Linked DNA regions of Mus musculus: region 1 is linked to region 2. Evidence: chromatin contacts called from public Hi-C data. All regions are on one chromosome and are shown on one strand. The core of a region is the stretch at or near the end of the contact, and the rest is flanking DNA. Distances in the headings are between cores, read along the strand shown.

Region 1 (2,700 bases), core at 162-2,661, 150 kb before region 2:
ACTTCAGGAAGTGGAGCCAAGGTAAGGGAAGACTATTATAGATCCCAAGTTTGCATTCTGAACGAATGCTTTTGTAAATCTCCCATTTCCTAGAGTACAGACACCTTCCGTAGTATGTCCTTGAAAGTAAAAGTAGCCTTTCAGTGACTCAGTTGTATACGTATATTTGTTCTCATGGGCTTTAAACAGAGATTCAAGGTCACTTCTAAAGTTCATGGTCAGAGGGAAGGTTGCCCTTCAGTTGTATTTTCACCTCTTAGATCTTTATACTGAGCAAGGCTTGTGTTTTCAGATGGTATTTTTCATGGGATCTTGTTAAAGAAAGCTGCATGGCTGCAGAAAGTGACACAGAAACTCCCTGAGCCTCCCTTGACCTTGCCACACAGCCTCTGCCCACACCGTCAGCAGCCAGCAAGCCACGGTGTACACCTTCCGTCCCAAGATGAAGAAGCCAGAGGCCAGGAGGGAGGCTTTCCCACCCATCCATGGTCCTCAGTGGAGACTGAATGTCTGGCTTCAGGAACTGCATGCTTCACTTCCCCAGGGGCATTCCATGCCTGGCTCCAAAGGAACTGGGTATTTCAGAGCACTGTCTGATTAGAAACAGTCAACCATGAAGACCCTGAGAACTTCAGGGAGACAAGGACGGCCCTGTGAGTCCTGATAACGTGAGGATGACCCCAAATGTCACATTAGTGCGTAGCAGAACGATACTCGGTAGCTTCTGGAAACACAGAAAGCACTCAGTAATAAGGGTACCTGGCTGGTAACTAAAGCCCTGAACCATTACATTAACCATGCAAGATCAATGAAAACTTTCTCTCTTTATGTTTTTGTGTGCGTAGAAAAGTATATGTCTGCCTCATGGTCTTTCCCCCAGATTCTATTTCTTACAAAAAGATGAAAATACTCTTGTCTCTTCCTGCATTATCTTTCCAACTACTTTATAGAGTAAGACACCACAATGAACTAAATACCCATCTCAGGGAATAACTGAAAATACACAGGCCAAGGTTCATGCGTCAACCTACTTTATTTTATTTTGTTTGTTTTATCTTTATTTGTCTTCATAAATCAATGGCCTCCCTTCAACCCTTCCCCACAGGAGCAGGAAGGACAAGCTGTGTGTTGGCTGCTGTGTAGATGAACACATGAAACCAGAGAGAGTACAAGGAGGGAGATGAACTGCGTGAGCTCCGAGTTCCTATCTGATCAAACCCTTAACCTCTGTTTCCTTCCTTGCCCTGAATATTTATTTTAACTCCGAGGCTCAGTCTTCGACCTTCGATGCCAGAAATATTCTCACACATTCCGAGAAGGTGCTTTCATCCAGTTCCAAATAATGTCAGGGTAAGGGTCAAACCTGGGTCCTGGCTTGTCCCGGGCAAAGTCCACCCAACGTTTGGCATGTCTGCACGCTGTGCAGGCAGCTGACAAGGGACTGTTGACAGTCCAGTTTTTACTTCCCGCCCTCTCCTCCTCCTCTGAGTTTACATTGCAGAACAGACAATAAACTGCTTCTAGACTCTTCCCAGCCCCCCTCGCTCAAAAGCTGAACTGAAGACAGAAAGCACCCTCCACACCCTGCTCCTCCAGCTTGACCCTACCTGTGTTTGGCCTTCGCCCCTGGACCAAATCAGCATTCCAGGGCCATGAGAGAATGGCATGTTCACCACCCAACAGGAAACGGAGCAGGCCAGGCGTTGACATCACCTGGCAGATGTGCTTTTCAAGTGTGAGGCTTTATTCAAACCTTTTCATGGAAATCATTGACACAGAAAAGAAATAAAGAAGAAAAACAAGAGGGAGAGACAAAGTTGGTGCCGAGATGGGCATGTTTTGCACCCCATAAAAAAAAAGGAATTAAAATGAGTCAAGCTCACCTCCCTTCCTCTCCACCCCCACCCCTCCTCACTCATCCTTTAAGTCTGGAAGTCAATGTTTCTGAAACACTATAGCTACTGGCAGGGCAGCCACACATAAAACTGTCAGTCTGCAAGGAAAGTAGACGGTTGAGTTGAGGGGAAAGGGGCTAAATCAATTTGAGCATGCATGTTAAGGACTGTGAAAGGGCAGCATGGAGAACGGCAGGGCCAGAGAACATTTGTCTCTGTCTCCTTGTGTTTCCACCACACAGAGCAGAATCCACCCACTACGGCTCCAGCCAGGCTCTGAGCTGATTGATGGCAGCTGGAGGTGTCTGCTTGCTTCCTCAGCACCCTAATCAGAGGCCCCCTGGGCCCACACTCGTGTACCTATGCTTCTGGGCAGGAAGCATCTACTCAGCCTGCTCTCTGCCAGGACTTAGGAAACACAAGTTCCAGCAAGGCTGGGACAGCTCTGCTCGCCACGGGACCCAATCAGGTAGACTATTCTTCTTAAGCAATGAGCGCATATTAAACCTCATACGGAGAAGAAAAAAATATGAAGTTCTACAAAACGTTTTCATTTTTTATTTTTTAAATATTTTTTATTATTACGTATTTTCCTCAATTACATTTAGAATGCTATCCCAAAAGTCCCCCATACCCTCCCCCCTACTTCCCTACCCACCCATTCCCATTTTTTGGCCCTGGCATTCCCTTGTACTGGGGCTTCCAAATAACTCACTCTCTGGAGGGAAAATAAAGATGACCTGGGTCTTAAGGTTTTCTCAGGCATTGGATTCATTTTGCACCAAAATGCCAGGGTGTGAGCACA
Region 2 (2,700 bases), core at 50-2,549:
GGACTCAGGTGATTGGACTGTTCCCTGGGTCACTGTAAGTGCAGACAGGAAGAAACTGCACCTCTGTTCCCTGGAGGAAATGCAGGTTTGTGAAAAATATTGCCTGAACAAGATAAAATAATCTGTGAGTCACCGAAACCCTTTCTTTCAGTGGTGACAGGCACTGGTAACATTTTTGATCACATTTAGATTTGAATGTCTTTTGAACAGGACAGGAAATTGAGGGATCTCTTACCTTAACTGCCACAAACGCATGGCATCTCAGAGTAGGGAGAAGAGATTACCCAGATCCTTAGTACAACATATTTTTCTTTTATGGGCCTGGGGTTTGCCCTGCATCTATCTGCAGCTGATGTATGCCTCGTTCCCTCACAGGTCAGAAGAAGGCATTGGATCCTCTGAAAATGGAGTTAGAGACCATGTTGGTGCTGGGAACCGAACCCTGGTCCTCTGCAAGAGGTTCTCTTCATGGCTGAGTCATCTCTCCAGTCTGCTTTATCCAGATGACTCTGAAGCTGCAGCAAGTCTTACAGCCCGAAGCTAATTGTTTAAACTTCCTTTCCTCTTATCTGTGTGTGTGTAGGACAGGGAGAGAGGAGGAGCGAGGACATGCAGAAAGCAGATGTGAAAATAAATATTTATCAACAAAAGCTTGGCAAACCTTGACTAGTATTTCTCCCTTGCACTGTGCTTTCCTGATTTCCCTGAACCCCAAGATATTTATAGCTAGAGAAGACAAACCTTTCTGTTTATCACTTCTTCACCAAGCCCAGGCAGCATGTGTGGGGAATTCCAATGCTTCCCCGTAAACACAACATTAAGAAACGTTTTTTGGCACAAGAAATCTCTGCCAGAGAAGGGAGGAGGCTGATTGTGTGACCACCTGCCTGTGTCCCTTCCATTGGACCCAGAGGAGTCGCCCCAGCGTCCCAGGAGTCTCCTCCTGCGGGGGTGGGGATACTGAAGCTATGGACAGCCAAGGGAAGCTTGTCTCCCTAAGAAAGAGGAGAGACTTGGAGCAGAGACAATGACAACCACACCTTGGTCCGACTACTTAGATTTGTGGGTCTCTTGCTTTCTATTTAAAACATATCCTCCTGTCGGGACGGACTCCAAAGATGGATTTGAGGAAACTGTGGCACTGGATCTTTCTGTCCTTCTTCCCTGTGTAGCTACGTTGAATAAATCTCCTTTTTCTGGCTTTCGTTATTAATTTGGCTTTTCCAGTTGGTGTATTAAGGACGGGTTGCCAAACCTGGTTCACTGGGGCACAAGCTGTGACCCTAGGCCCTGTAACAGTTTGTCCCGTCCTTGGACTTCCAGGCAGAATAAACAGCACCTGTATCAAAGGCGGCCACACACTGGCGCAGGCCCAGCAGCGCCGCCGCCGGAGATTTGGTCTGTTTATCAGACAGTACATTGTCTTAACCAGGATGTGGTCGCCTCTGTAACAAGAGGTATGCAAATGAGTTTCCCAGAGACCCAACACCCTGCCCCCCACTCAGTCCTTCCAGAGACACAGGCTAATGGGGGCTGTCCTGAGATCCGAAGACAGAAAGATGGGAAGAGGAAACATCCAGAATTAACCAGAGTAGTCCTTCAGACCCTTCGGAGAAATACCTCACAAATACAACCTCAAACCATCTCCCTCCCAAAGAAAACCATTTTAAAATTAGAGAGCATATTTTTTATTATTCGGTTAAAAATAAAATCTGATTCCCGCTTGTATACTCCCAGCCCAGGGGAGGAAAAAGAGACTTTAAAATGACCCTTTTTTTCTGTCCAGAAAATTGCAACAACAAGGGCTTCCTCAAGCCACTGACAAGAGTGTGTGTCTCAAGCCATTTGTCTCCTCCATAAAGAGATACAGTGACGACACCTGGATGCTGTAGTAGAGTGTCCAGAACACATCCTGGACCCTATAAATGCCAGATGACTCTACATTATAAGCATATTATCACAATGGAAGCACATAAGAAGAGAACAGGAGAAAGAAACTGGACTGGCAGGAGGGGCAGGGACCCCAAAGCAGCAGTTCCCACCACGTCTTTGTTTCTCTGGCCAGAATGGTGGAGGGGGTCTGGTTTTCCTCCTCCTCCTCCTCCTCCTCCTCCTCCTCCTCCTCCTCCTCCTCCTCCTCCTCCTCCTCCTCCTCCTCCTCCTCCCCCCCCCCTCCTCCTCCTCTTCCTAATTCTCCTCCTCTTCGTCCTCTAGGTGGAGAGCAGAGCAGAACTTCTGCCAGACACTGAGAACTTTCTGGTGGACAGACTTACAACTTAGGACTCTAGGCTTTCATGGAAAAAACAAAAAGGATTCTATCGATTCCCCAGTTTCACCCCATCTCCTGAATGATTGAAGGATCACCTCCTGGGGCGGGTGGGGGTGGTGGGGGAGAGTTGGGAGGGCGGGGTAAATGACACAGCAGCAATGACTGGGTGTTACAGGGAGACCAGTTTTTACTCCAATGACCTGGCTAAGGGACCCCTAGGAAGGTCGGCTCACCTTAAGCCATGCTAGATGAGTGGAATAATCAGCCTTTAATGAGATAATATGTTTTCCTTCCCAGAGTTCCCTAGTGCAGTCTTTACAAACCTCCATGGGTCTGCCCACCTTTCTGACTCTGAGAGCCATATCTTTTCCTTTTTCTTTTTTCTGTCATTTTTTAAAATGTTCTCCAGAACCTAACGGTGCTTTTTCTGG

What was found. Hi-C and Micro-C count contacts between places; a contact is called where the count stands out from the background.
Region 1: a contact with region 2 is called in a Hi-C map of liver, with 3 times the contacts expected there. The contact joins two enhancer-like sites. A contact is called at or near these places in 2 of 15 datasets of contacts at CTCF or cohesin (large pre-B cells and pro-B cells), 15 of 484 Hi-C or Micro-C datasets (colorectal tumor organoids, forebrain, liver and 3 more) and 9 of 115 datasets of contacts at active chromatin or transcription factors (CD8 T cells, Th17 cells, embryonic stem cells and 6 more).

The regions. Positions count from the first base shown.
Region 1 is chr3:37,906,457-37,909,156 of GRCm38.p6, reverse strand. All of the region lies in intron 1 of Gm20755 (predicted gene, 20755), which reads right to left. Among named protein-coding and RNA genes, the nearest start is that of Gm20755, 9.0 kb to the right of the region's middle. Within about 2 kb of position 1,411, at least 110 of the 459 cell types and tissues checked have an H3K27ac peak or open chromatin away from gene starts, as enhancers often do. A contact at or near this core is called in heart atrium, liver, neural progenitor cells and 3 more, where this site is marked.
Region 2 is chr3:37,756,995-37,759,694 of GRCm38.p6, reverse strand. All of the region lies in intron 1 of Gm42210 (a long non-coding RNA gene), which reads right to left. Among named protein-coding and RNA genes, the nearest start is that of Gm42210, 5.1 kb to the right of the region's middle. Within about 2 kb of position 1,299, at least 161 of the 459 cell types and tissues checked have an H3K27ac peak or open chromatin away from gene starts, as enhancers often do. A contact at or near this core is called in heart atrium, liver, neural progenitor cells and 3 more, where this site is marked.